Regions from separate parts of the Mus musculus genome. Here all the other regions are linked to region 1. A link is a contact called in public Hi-C and HiChIP or PLAC-seq data. All regions are on one chromosome and are shown on one strand. The core of a region is the stretch at or near the end of the contact, and the rest is flanking DNA. Distances in the headings are between cores, read along the strand shown.

Region 1 (4,506 bases), core at 269-2,768:
CCTCCACTGCTGGTGGGATTGCAAGCTGGTACAACCACTCTGGAAGTCAGTCTGAAGGTTCCTCAGAAAATTGGACATAGTACTACTGGAAGATCCAGCAATACCTCTCCTGGGCATATACCCAGAAGAAGTTCCAACTGGTAATAAGAACACATGCTCCACTATGTTCATAGCAGCCTTATTTATAATAGCCAGAAGCTGGAAAGAACCCAGATGTCCCTCAACAGAGGAATGGATACAGAAAATGTGGTACAGTTTCTACATTTGTTAACTTGCATGCTTTTAATCACTGTACCTTGGGAAAGTAGCCTGTGCAGGCCAGCACAATCAGCGTTCCTTGTCACTTTTCTTCTTTTCTCTTTTGGTGAAGGAGGAGGAAGAAGAACATACTCTTTAAGATTTTCTGCATTAAAAAAGGGGAGTGAGAGGCCAGGTAGTGGTGGTGCACACCTTTAATCCTAGCACTTGGGAGGCAGAGGCAGGCAGATTTCTGAGTTCGAGGCCAGCTTGGTCTACAGAGTGAGTTCCAGGACAGTTCTTAAAAAACAGTCTTAAAAAAAAGGGGTGGGGGTGGGGGCGGGGTGGGGGCATAAGAACACTGGAGAAGTGGTGCAGTTGTTAAGAAATAGTGCTCCTCTAGAAGACCCAAGTTCAGTCAGGTCTTAACACTCATGGCTGTTTGACAACTACCTGTAACTCCACCCTCAGGATGTGATGATGTCTTTGGACTCCATGGGTACCTATAAGTGTGTGCGCGTACGCACACACACACAAACACACACATGCACACGCGTACACACACACACACACACACTCGCACAAATACACACACTCACAAAATTAAAAATAAATTTTAACATTTGGAAAACAATCTTGAAAAGTCAAACTTCCTCATTTTTAATGTTTTTAGCATTTTATTGTAGTTTATTTATCTATGGGGTACCATGTGATATTTCTGTAATGGTGAAATTGAGTTGTGCATAGCTATCTTCTGAAGCTTTTATTGTTTCTTGGGAATAAAACATCCACTGTTCTTTCTCCTAAGCTTTTTGGGGTTATTCAGTACCTTAACATTTTAGCGACAATGATGTGAAAGACCATGTCATCACATATTTCTACTGTAGATTTCAGGACCTATTCACCGACCTGTTCCCTTCCTTCCTCCTCCCTCCTCCTCCCATGCCCACCTTATGCGTTATCCTCATGTACTCTGAGGCCTACCTTCTTAGAGTCCTCGTGGATGACATCAGCTGTTGGGGAGAAGCTGCTCAGTTTGTTGTTGTCCCATTTGCTTTTCTTGTGCTGCCTTTGTTACTGAGGTCATGTCCAAAATAGATGACCCATTCCAAGGACCCAAAGAATAGCCCTAGTACATTTTCCTAGAGTTTCAATTCTCAGGCATTGTGGTAGGGCTTGAATATATTAATAATAAACTCAGAATCACCCAGAATCCACCGGTGTCATATTAAGTTAAGAAATCAAAGCACTTCCTGGTGGTATGAGTTAACCAAGAGCAAGCCCAGATTTGACTTCTCTACTTCCCTCTCCAAGGTCATTCCTGTTTGTCTGTTGTATGAGTCGGAGTCTGAGCCTGCCTGAAGGCTGCCTTGTGAATCTCTTTCTGTGTCTGATCCTGTGTTTCTGACCCTAACAAGAGACTTCACTTTTTCTTTCATTGAACAACACAGAAAGTATAACATGCAGAAGGAATGAGGGATACTTTATAGAAATCTTTTACGAAGTTTTAAAAGGAATTAATTTACTCCAGCTGATCCAGTTAACAAAGAGTGTTACAAACTTCACTGTGTTTCAAGCTATATCTGTATGTTTCATTCAACAATTATAGTGGATTTTATAAGACCACTTTTAGCTTATATTTGCTATTTTCAGCAAATGCTTATCATAACACATGCACACATTACTCTGGGTCAAGGGATATGGAAGACTATATAATTTAAGATTACAGCTATACATTAACTTGGGTTGTAAAAGTTGATTCCATGGGAAATTCAAGCAAAGTTAGGTTGGATATTACATTGTTCTTTTAAGTCAGGCTAAACAAAGAGGCTGAGGACACAGTACCCTGAAGATAAGTCTTCAGTGACTCCAAGTTTATTATTAACTCTGCTGTGAAGCCCAGTAAAAGTCCCAATCTCTTTGAATGTAAGAGACATTTTTATCATAGTGCATTGTCACCAGAATTGTTTAATCTTTCTCAATGAATATGTTTGTGCCCTTGGTAAAAGCCAGTTATCTCTATCTGAATATGTTTTCATATCCAAGCTGTATTGTTTTAACTATAGTAGCTTTGTAGCATATTTTCACTTTAGCTCATGTAATGTCATCTGCTTAGTTCTTTCTGTACAGGCAGCTTTGGTTGTTTAGGATTGTCATTATTTTTTCCTGTGGTTCTAGTCAATCTCCTACCATTTCAAAAGTTTTGGTTGGGGCTATTTTCATAGTGATGCCATGTTTTATATTCCATACCCCATGCAAATACCCATTCATAACATTAGACAGGCACCTTCTGAGTTTGTGCTGCAGAATTTCTTGCTATGAGGTTAACTGCCTCAGTCAACTTAATGATAGTGGCTTTGTTAACCTTGGGCTTTAGCCAATTGCTTACCCATTCCTCAAAGTCCTGCCTTATGTGCTAATGAAGAAGAAACAACGTGTTTCATTGTCACAGATGAATAGATCACATCCTAGTAAGGGGTAGCAATTGCTGAAATCCATTTGAGATAGGAAGAATAGAGATGAAAATGGAAAATGTCATTCCAGGCACTGGGGACATGTCTATCAGAGACTGCATTGAGCATCTGGTATATAGATACATTTTTTTTAATATAGTTTTTGATTGTTTTTGGTTTAAAGAAACTGTCTTATTGACATTTGGAAATATCAGTGCTACAGTTTGCATTGCCTCTCACCCATAGACATTATGTGAAGCCCGGTGCATTTGTGATACACTTGGACATACACTTCCAGTCATGAGCCCAGAGAGAGAAGGTTTGGTGCCCCGGGAATGAAATTTGAATGTCTGGTGCAAATGTAAAGCTAAATATAGTAATAGAATTGGAAATAGTGAAGCTGCAGGCTTATTCTGAAATGCCAGATATGGATAGCAGCTGAACTCCAGAGCCCTGGCTTGCCTGGTGGCTCCTTCACCCTGTGTTGGACACACAGTCAGCCAGAGGAATATGGCTGTAACAGCTCTGTAATATACATTACATTGAAAAATTGTCACGTTTGGGGCCTCACTAAGAATCTAGGTCTGGAAGAGGGGTTGCCCTGTTTCCATTGCAGACCCAGAACATTGTATTCTCCAATCTCTGGGCATGTGCTAGACTCTGATAGACAGAGAAGAGAGTAGCAGAACAGCCCAAGAGTGAACAAACACATCGTGTCCTGGACAACAGCTATAAGATGAACCATTTATCCCATACTATCCAAGTGCCTGTAGTGGGAAGGCTAGCCATGGGAAGTTCAGGCATGATCTCACCAGACAGCTCAGCCAGGAAGTCCAGCACTCAGCCCTGACTTCCTCAGCCCATTTCTACTGGATCTGGTAATCCTACCTTCTGTTATTGGTGTTTACTCAGAAATCTCATTCGAAGGGACACTTGGCTTTGCTTGGGTCTCTTTGTTGCAAACTCCACCTGGCTGCTTTAAACAGGCTTCCCTGCTGAGTTTCTGAGGTGTACTTTAAGTGCCCAATTAGATGGTTCTTTCTCATTCCCTTCCCTCCCTCATGGGTTAGAACTTAATAAACTCACTTATCCACAACAGAAAATGTTATTCTAGACCATCCTCTGGATCATATACAACAAACTCCCAGCAGTTCTTCTGGAGGCTAGGTTACACACAGAGAAGTAATTTAATTACTAAGTTTTTAGGGCGTGAAAAAGAAGGAAAGAAGGAAAAGAAAAAGGAGAATAAGAAATACTGTACCCTGAATTAATATTGAGTTTTACCATCTTGTGGCCTGCAGTTGCTTCTTTCGCCCAAACTGTTACCTTATTTTGAGACAAACTATTTACCTGTGAGTTAGCAAGGAATTTTAAAACAAATCAGGCCAATCAGTTAAAAGAAAGCACAAAGAACAGAATGGAACAGAAAGGAGGTTTTGTGTGGTCGTATAATCTCATCTGTAAGAAAGGAATATACATACGTAGTTATTAGGTTTACGATCAAATCAGTTGAAATGCTCCCCCTTCACCCTCTTGTAAGTTTTCTTAAAAGCATGTCTAACAAGAAGACTTTCAGAACAGTTGATGCATTTCTAGTAATTACACCTGTAGTGTGAGAAGAAAGAAGTGTTTGTTTCTTCAAAGGTCCCCCTATTCCCAGTGTGGAACAAGGGCCTTACTCTAATTGTATTCTCCCTTAGGTCTCATATCATGACAGATTGTCTTACTGCCTGATTTCCTATAGAAGAGCCCACCTCTCACTGCCTCTACTCACTGGCAGTGTGACCTTGGCCTTACTTCAACAATGGTGCCTAGA
Region 2 (4,312 bases), core at 882-3,381, 82 kb before region 1:
GAGCTACTTCTCCAGGGCAACTTCCTTTCGATTTTTCAGTACGATCAGGAAAATATAGCATAGAGTTCACACTGAGTCCTACTGCTAGTGGACAATCAGCATAGTGCACACTCAGGGAGCTCACATCACTGCAGGTTAGTGACCCCTTAAAAAATGTGAAGCCTTTTCTGTATTGTCTCCTGGTAACATTCCAGGGACAGTTACCAGGCCTGCCTGACTTGAAGATATACAGATAAGACCTGGATCCTTCCTTGCATAAAGGTAGGAATACTTAACTATATTTGGCTGAGGTGAGTTGATCTGCCAGACACAGTATATGGAAAAATGAGGAAAGAATTACCGAAGTCTGTGGCCTAGGACAATCTTAGATGGCCTGAAGTGGGAAGCGTGTGAGGTATTTCCTTCTCACTGTAATTTCCATGGAGAGATGACATAACCAGTTAGGGACTTAATAGTTTGGTAAGTAGATAATTTACAGTTTTTTGCCATTTACCAAGTAGAACTCAGAATAGATATGGACACATGTGATTAGAGTCTATGTTTATAAAACATGAGAAAAATTTAGAGTCTAATGAAAAGCCAAAGAATTATGCTAGACATGATGGAATCTAGAATGTCTCCAGGCATCGACATAGTAGGAAGCTGTGGACTGTTTTCCCAGAATCAAATAGTTCTTAGAATGAATACTTCCAGATACTTAGGTCTTTTCTGTTGTCATTGTCCTTATTTCTTAAATGGCTGTCCAAATACTGGTCCTTGGAGAAAGTGAACACCCACGCCCCAAGCCCTGCTGGCATCAGATAAGATAGGGAAGAGAAGTGGGAGGGTGGATGCTGTATTAAGTTGGAGATGCTCAGATCCTCAAACTGAAGGACCACCTAGTAGGTGGAAGTATGAGTTAGAGGTAGAGAGTAGATTTTAGACACAGTCGCAGTCAGCTCACTGGTATACTTAAAGTCCCCAAAGTAGATTACTTACTGAAGAAGTAGTTATACACAGGAAGTATTAAATTGCATTCTGAGCTTTCTAATCCAAAGTGATTGGGAAGATGTGAAGAGCCAGTCAAGAACAGGAAAGGGAAGGGAGGGGAAGGGGAAGAGGAAGGGGAAGAAGGGGAAGGGGAAGAAGGGGAAGAAGGGGAAGGGGAAGAAGGGGAAGAAGGGGAAGAAGGGGAAGGGGAAGAAGGGGAAGGGGAAGAAGGGGAAGAAGGGGAAGAAGGGGAAGGGGAAGGGAAGGGAGAAAAAGAAGGAGCAAGGTCCTTTTGGTGAGAATTACGCTCATTTTGAGCACTCAGATGGTCTGTCTGTCCACATTGCCAATCTCCAGCTTCCCTTGCTCCACTCCTTCAGTATCATCGCTTTCAGGTCCCTGCTTTCTCAACAGACCACTACCCAGTGTGCAGGGATTCCGAGTATGATCCTAGCCAGGTGTGGCAGTGCACAGCGTTAGTCCCGTCACTCAGGGGGGCAGGGCAGATCTATGTGAGTCTGAGGCTATCCTGGTCTATAGAGTGAGTTCCAGGACAGCCAGAACTATATGGGTATCCCCTGTCTCAAACAAACAAGCAAAACCAACAAAAAGAGTCTAATCCTATGCCTTCTTTTCTTGCAGACAAATGGAGAAAATGTATTATTTAACGAGGTGAGCTGGACAGAAGGCTCAGTGTATAAGAGTGCTTGTTGCACAATGTGAGGGTCAGAGTTCATATCCCCAGTGCCCACATGCATACCTCAGCTTGACTGTGCAATGCCTAACCCCAGAGTTAGTACATGGTGGATAGAGAAAGAATTACTAGGCCTTACCGACTGCCAGCCTAGGTGAAAACTGAGCTCCAAGGCTGGTGAGAGACTTGTCTTAAGGCCCCCACACATGTTTCTAAGGGGTCCTCAGTTACTCTCCACCTTATTCAGCAGGGCAACATTTCTCCAGTGAATCTAGAGCTTGCTGTCATGGGCTAACCTCACTAGCCAGCTTGTCTCCACTTTCTCAGTGCTGAAATTAGAAGGTAAGCTACCTGGCATTTCTGTGGGTGTTGGGGACCTGATGCTGCTTGTTAGCAGCGCTTTATCTGTTGACCATCTCTCCAGCCCCAGTGTGTGCTATATATAATACATCATGAACTTCCTGACTAGAGAAGCCACTGTCGATCTTTGGGGAAGTTACCCTGATTTTTATGGTGGAAATGATTAGATTTATCTAAGAGGCTGTCATTTTCTTTCAAACCTCGGACTTAGTGTTTTTAGGAGAAACCGTTGGTGATGTTTTTGTGGACTAGACTATGAAAACGAATTCTACAAGACATTAGAGGAAATACCTTGACTTGAAGCTTTCTGTTAGATACCACAACAGAAAAGGGGCAGAAGATGTATGGCTATGGATGAAAATTTAGTAATATTTTATGTTGAGAAATCGATCCTTGGAATAAATGTAATGGGTCCTCATTTAAGTAAACATAATGTTTCCCCATCGCAATAAATGACTGGAGATTTCATTACAGACAGTCATTTTCTCTTTCTTCATTTAGATTCACGTTTGAACTTAAGATGTTTCTTATGTATTTTTGAACAGGGTGCCATGTAAGAATATTGTATATTGTATAGTTGAGAGATGCTCTGATTTACCAAATCACTTTTCCTTTATCTTCCCTCCCCCTGTAGTCCCCTTGTTGTTCCTCTGGACAGTTTTGATTCTAGTAATGCATATATTAATCAGTAGAAATGCAGATTAAAACTAGATTGACATTCCATCTCACCTTGGTTGGATTGGAAATAATTAAGAAAATAATACTGAGGATGTGGACAAAGGAAACCTGCAGGTGGGAATGTAAAGTTGTCTAGCCACTACAGAATAGCAATATAAAAGTTAATCACAAAATTAAAAACAGACTCTCCGTATGGTCCAGCTGTTCCACTCCTGTGTGTTCACAAAAAGGACTCCCAAGTCAAGGATCTCAGAGATATGTTCTACCTTTTTATTTATTTTTAAAAAGTTTTTTTTTGTATTTTAATTGTGTGTGTGCATGTGTGTGTGTGTGTGTGTGTGTGTGTGTGTACAAGCAAATCAGAGAACTCTGATTTATAGGAGTTACAGCAGAACCATTGCCTTCAGTCTGGAGCTTCAGAAAGTCCAGAGATGGAAATATAGACTTACCTGATGTGTTTTCAAGAGTTGATATTATAAACCTCTTAGATATGTGGCACAACATCTTCTCGGCACATTTTTTCAGGCACAGTCCAATGAGAAATAAAAGAGAAGATGAAATGTCTCTGAGTTTGGAAGAATAGACATATCTGTGGTCCAAAAAGTTTAGGCACATTGCTAATGCTATTTTCATGATCATCTTGTATATCAGTTTATTTAAACAGCATTGTAAAAGAGTAAATTCATTTGCTGACTACTAAATAAGTTGTTCCAACTTTCTAATTTTCTGTTTTTAGTGTAGCTTTTGCCAAAAGCTTCTATTTAAAGCCAATTGTTAAAGAAAGTTTGGAGATAAAGTATGGACTGCAGACATGTCTCTCTCTCTTTTTAATTGCTACTGGAGTTTTTTTTTTAAGACTTAATATTTTTTATACGCATGTGTCTGTAGATGCATACTGTGTGTGTATGCACATGTGCACTTATCGAAGCCAAAAGGGCCTGTCGGATGCCTTGGAGCTGTGATTACAGACGGCTGTGAGCTGCGCAGTGTGGGTGGGAACTGGAGATCTGTTGGTGTCCTCTGTAGTGAGGCAAGAGCTGCTTCTCCTGCTGAGCCATCTGTCTAGCCATGAGAATTCTTCTTTTTCTTATTTTATATCATTTTTAATATACATTTCAAATGCTATCCCGAAAGTTCCCTATACCCTCCCTCCACCCTCCTCCCCTACCCACCCATTCCTGCTTCTTGGCCCTGGTGTTCCCCTGTACTGGGGCATATAAAGTTTTCTAGACCAAGGGCCTCTCTTCCCAATGATAGCCGACTAGGCCATCTTCTGCTACATATGCAGCTAGAGTCACGCGCTCTGGGGGTACTGGCCAGTTCATATTGTTGTTCCACCTATAGGGTTGCAGAAAAGTCATAGTTACGGACCTGATTGCTTATGCTTGAGAGGGGGAGGGGTCTCTGTTACATATGCTGGACTTGCACTTATTACAGTTCCCCATCCTCAGCTCCTGAGAGCTGCACTACAGGTTTGTACCACCATGGCTGCCTCTGCATTTTAAATTTAAATCTCCCTCTGTCTCTCTAGATACCTAGTAGATAAGATGGGCTTCAAAGTAGCTTTAATGCCCCCATGATGGGAGAGAGCGACTTTGGGACTTTTTTCAG
Region 3 (4,544 bases), core at 1,328-3,827, 120 kb before region 1:
GTACTGTATGTGCTAGGAGGTGAGGGAAACTAAAATTAACCACAAGTTGCTTCACACTAACGGCCCTACTTTACTGGCAGAGAAAAGCGTGGCGTGTGCAGGTCATGCATAGCACTATTGGTATATATTTCATTCAGTCTATACCAGGTCCCTTTGGAATAGGAACAAAGGAATCCACAGTACAGATGAATAAACTGTGTAGCTCAAGGGCCATTAGCAACTTTCAAGAAGCATCCCACTAGTGATTGGCAAAATCATGAATAAAGCCCTATACCTAGTAGGCCTATGCTGTAATGGCCCACTACTAGCCTCCTGGTGCTGCATCTTTCAGAAAAGGATGAGTGGTGTGATGGTCTGATGGAATTGGTGTGTCAAAAGAGGTCGTACATCAATGGAATCTCTGAAAAATCTGCTAATAGGAACATGTTGCCTGGCTGGGAAGGGCAGCCAGAGAAATATATGACAGGTAGTATGGAGCAGGAGGACAAAAGTGCCCGGCAAAATACTATATGCCATCTACATATCATTTTTAGATAGATGATGATGAGGTGGTGGTAGTAAAATTGGTGGTAGGAACCCACAACATAGTTCCCTCTAGGTAACAATCAGGCTGTAACTAGAGGCCATTGCTGGGAGAAACACAGAGGTGATCTGAATCTTGATGTCTTAAGGCCCAGTATAGAATGGAGAAGAGAAAGGAGAGGAAGGAGGGGTTGGTTGACTGGGGAATTGGCTTATGAAGAATATAGTATGAGAAGTTCCATGAAAGTCTTGGAGAACCAGAGAGTAGGTAGCGCCGCTCAGGCTAATTTCAAAGAATGACCCATGGTAGGGAAGGGGAGCTTAGATTACAACCTACAGTTGGAGTCTGGAGGCCTGAAGGTGGCACTGGTCCAAGTCCTGGAGTCTAAAGCCTGGAGTTCTCATGGCCAATGTCAACAGAAGAAGAGGTCAAAATGCCTCTTCTGTGGTAGAAGGAGAGTACATTCTCTCTAGTTCTATGGTCTCCAGGTTCTTGAATGGTACTCACACACACTGAAGGTGAACATTCCCCATCAAATGTGCTCACACTCACTTCTCAGTCTCTTCTGGAAAGACCCTCGCAGGCAATCCCCAAACCACTCCTTAGTGCAATTGAGTTTGCCACCTGGAACTGTCACAAACAGGCCCCACATCTACAAATTAACTCAGCCTGTTTTACTATGGAAGAAACTACAAGTCCTTGTAGGAGCAGAAAGGTGTAACACCTCTCCACACCCACTGTAAGGGCCGCAGCCAACACTCCCATATATCAGGATGCAAAAGAAAAAGCATGATAAATGAAGCCTGAAAGAATTTGAGAAACCTCTTTTCGTTCAGGTAATAACGTGAAGGTGACAGGCTGAGGGGAAAGGTCTCGCAAAGCCGGCATGTCCACATTCTTGGCCTCTCCCTAACATTCTTTCTTCTGGAGGTTTTTGAGGTAGAGTGTCCTGGAATGAGGGGCTTCAAAGGAGGAGGGGGAAGGGAGAAAAGATCGAGCTTTCCATGTTTTATAGTTTAGTCTGAGGGAGATGCATTCTGATTTCTACAATGCACCTTGAAGTAGGGGAATTTTGGTTTCCGGGAACTGGCTTTGCTTTGGGGGACACACAAGGTATGAAAAAAGGACAGGAGCTCAGAGACACCTTGCTTCTGAGGCCTTTCCAATTCCCTTCCATTCAAGGCAGCCAGCACGCCAGCACAAGGTGTCCCATTTTGAGGTAATGCATTCTGAGCTTAATCATGAGCAATATAAAAATTATAATAAGGTAAGCTGTTCAGTGATGAATTTTAATGTCTTGGTTATAGTTGGGAAAGTCTGCGTTTGCTTCATTTAACATTGAATACATTAAAAGTCAAGAAACAGACTCGGAGCTAGCACCTAAAGCCTTGTGTAAAATATACTATTTTATTTAACCGTGGGAAAATGTTCATAATGTGGTTTTATTTTTATTCATTTTTCATTAGGTTCTGATGAAGTACGCCAAAGTTAAACTAGGGAATTGCTTATATGTTAAAAACAAAAACAAAACGAGTAAAGACTTGTTTGAATGGCGATCACTTGGAAAATAGGAAGAAAAAGAAATACGTATGTTGTCAGTTTCTCTGGAAAACCCTTCACCGTGCTGTTTGGGAAAAACAAAACAAATAGCAGAAGCTAGTACAAAGGGAACCAAAATTTCTCTTCAGGCCTAATGAGCAGGAGTGCATCTCTTCTAGCTCGTCTGGATTTCATTGATACCTTTAAGCCCCAGTCCTGGGAGACACAGCTTTAAGACTCCTGGAAACCTTGTTTACGTCCTGGAAATCTTGATTGCAACCGAATTCTGACTCCACTTTAAGGTAGACCTAGGAACGCTTTGGGCCTCAGTTTCCCTCCGTCTATCACCCCAGGACCTGGCAACTGTTGCAGGCTCCCCCCCCAGACATTACAAAGTGTGTGGAGCACGCCCGGCTCTCGGAAGCGCTCTACACCCGCGAGCTGTTACGTCAGTGGGTCCCTCGGCGGCGCCCGGGCTGTCCTCCTAAAATACTAGTACAAGAAGTATAAATGGCCCGGGAGAGTGCAGGGACCGGGCCCACGTGACCGCTCCACGAAGGCCACCGGCGGGGGCTCGGAGCGCAGGCCGCGCGCTTTCCCGCCGCATCCGGGCGCCGGGCGAGCTCCGGGGACGCCGGGCCCTGGCGGCGGCGGCGGCTCGAGCCGTGCCTCGGGCGGGTGAATCATCCCGGCCGACAGCGAGCGCCGCGGCGGCCCGTAGCAGCGCCGGAAGATGGCCGAGGCGGGCGCGGGCTTCCTGGAGCAGCTCAAGTCCTGCATCGTGTGGTCGTGGACCTATCTGTGGACCGTGTGGTTCTTCCTCGTGCTCTTCCTGGTCTACATCCTGAGGGTGCCCCTGAGGATCAACGACAACCTGAGCACAGGTCAGGCCCGGCCCGGCCCGGCCCGGCTCCGCTCGGCCGCCCCTCCCCCGCCCCGGGAAAGTTAGTGCAAAGTCGCGCGGCGGGGTCGCGGCCGGCGGGGACGCGCGCTCCGGGACGCGCCGCCTCAGGTGGCCGCCGCAGCCCCGCGGCCTTCGCGAGTCCCACCCCCACCCCCGCGCGCGGAGTGTCCCCTTCCGTCCCCGCGGGTCCCCGCCGAGCCCCGGGAGCTCGCGAGTCTCGCCGGCGCTCGAGCGTCCGAACCGCGCCGAGGAGGCATGTCCTGCTCCCGGCTGCGCCGCCAGGGCCCACGCATGGCTCGGGCCGAGGGCGCGCGCGAGTGGAGAGAGAGCCTTGTCCCGGAGGGTGTCGCTGTGGTGTGGACGGGGAGGGCATGTCCGTAGGTCCCTCTAGGAGCGTGGATGACGTGTCAGGTCACCCAACGGAATGTCGAGGGGACACGCGGACCGCGCGCGGGGAATCTGGAATGTCTGACGTCCCCAGCTGAAGTTGTCCTGTTCTCGGCTGAGCCCTCTCTAAAGCGCGCGGGGCTAAACAAGTGTGCATGTATGTGGTGACTGTGGTCCTGATAAACTTGCAGCAGGCCACCCCAGATGTTAAAAACCAAGGAGGGCAAACTTAGGCTAAGGACACCCCAGAGACAATTCAGAAACAAAATGCACGTTGAAGGAAGGCTTACAGCCCTTTGAGTCTGCAAATTTTATTGCACACTACGCTGGGAAGTCTTTACAGTTCTGACTTATTTACAGACATAGATACACATTCACATATATCTGTCTTCTGTTATTTTAATTTGCATTGTCTACAATACCAAGGTTGGAAATGAATTTCCCATGACCATAACTGGAAATGGAGGACCAGTGGGAAGTGGACCCTTTTAGATGCTTGCCACAATGTACTCATTTTGTTTAACATTATAAACCTCCTTTAATGTGAACCTGTTGCTGACTATGTTTGTTTCATAGTATCCTTTGGATGGTCTTTTTGGGAGGCAGACAGAATTCTGCACATAGAATCAGCTCATCCTAATGTAGAGGATGCTAAGCTGTTTGGCTCTGATTATTCCGAAGATCCCACCTTTTTTTTTTTTTTAATCTGTTAGCGTGACTGCTTGTCACATTGTAATATTGTGTTCCTTGCCTTAGGACAGACATTCTCAACCTGTGGGTCATGACCCATTTGGAGCTTGCATATCAGATATCCTTGCATGTCAGATATATACATTATGAGTAGCAAAATCACAATTACAAAGTAGCGAGAAAAAAGAAAATAGTTTTATGGTTGGTGGGTCACCTCAACGTAAATTTAGAAGGTTTAGAACAACTGCTTTAGGGTAAGGCTTTTTCCTTGTGACTTTGGTGACTAGAGAATAGATTCTAGTCTCAAAGACCCGTCCTTTAAACAAATTTGAATCTTTATTATCTATTTATAGGAAGGTACTTCCAAATTTTTTTCCTTCCAGAAAATTTGTTGTAGAATTTTTAAAATCTTGAATTTTGCATAATATAGTTATATTTATTTCAGAACACGTCTCTATTTCTCATTTCCTTAAAGTAGGTTAAATAGTCATCCAAACAGAA

The links. Hi-C and Micro-C count contacts between places; a contact is called where the count stands out from the background. HiChIP or PLAC-seq counts read pairs in DNA pulled down with a chosen protein or histone mark.
Region 2: a Hi-C map of bone marrow-derived macrophages shows a contact between it and region 1, with 38 read pairs. The contact joins two enhancer-like sites. A contact is called at or near these places in 1 of 39 promoter capture datasets (hematopoietic stem and progenitor cells), 4 of 15 datasets of contacts at CTCF or cohesin (CD8 T cells, large pre-B cells, pro-B cells and 1 more), 23 of 484 Hi-C or Micro-C datasets (B cells, CD8 T cells, bone marrow-derived macrophages and 14 more) and 2 of 115 datasets of contacts at active chromatin or transcription factors (embryonic stem cells and trophoblast stem cells).
Region 3: a contact with region 1 is called in an H3K4me3 HiChIP or PLAC-seq map of bone marrow-derived macrophages, with 3 times the contacts expected there. The contact joins the promoter of St7 here to the enhancer-like site in region 1. A contact is called at or near these places in 10 of 39 promoter capture datasets (the C10 cell line, the HPC-7 cell line, HPC-7-derived erythroid cells and 7 more), 3 of 484 Hi-C or Micro-C datasets (bone marrow-derived macrophages, embryonic stem cells and nephron progenitors), 11 of 115 datasets of contacts at active chromatin or transcription factors (the 230-238 cell line, bone marrow-derived macrophages, cardiomyocytes and 6 more) and 3 of 9 other capture datasets (adipose tissue, liver and macrophages).

What each region holds. Positions count from the first base shown.
Region 1 is chr6:17,809,728-17,814,233 of GRCm38.p6, forward strand. The region is part of intron 1 of St7 (suppression of tumorigenicity 7); the gene reads left to right. Among named protein-coding and RNA genes, the nearest start is that of Gm52894, 29 kb to the right of the region's middle. Within about 2 kb of position 1,519, at least 17 of the 459 cell types and tissues checked have an H3K27ac peak or open chromatin away from gene starts, as enhancers often do. A contact at or near this core is called in bone marrow-derived macrophages and trophoblast stem cells, where this site is marked.
Region 2 is chr6:17,726,635-17,730,946 of GRCm38.p6, forward strand. All of the region lies in intron 1 of St7 (suppression of tumorigenicity 7), which reads left to right. Among named protein-coding and RNA genes, the nearest start is that of Gm52895, 33 kb to the right of the region's middle. Within about 2 kb of position 2,132, at least 5 of the 459 cell types and tissues checked have an H3K27ac peak or open chromatin away from gene starts, as enhancers often do. A contact at or near this core is called in bone marrow-derived macrophages, where this site is marked.
Region 3 is chr6:17,691,417-17,695,960 of GRCm38.p6, forward strand. St7 (suppression of tumorigenicity 7) reads left to right here and starts at 2,578. Exons shown (of 16, transcript NM_001289624.1): 1 at 2,578-2,946. The coding sequence starts at 2,796.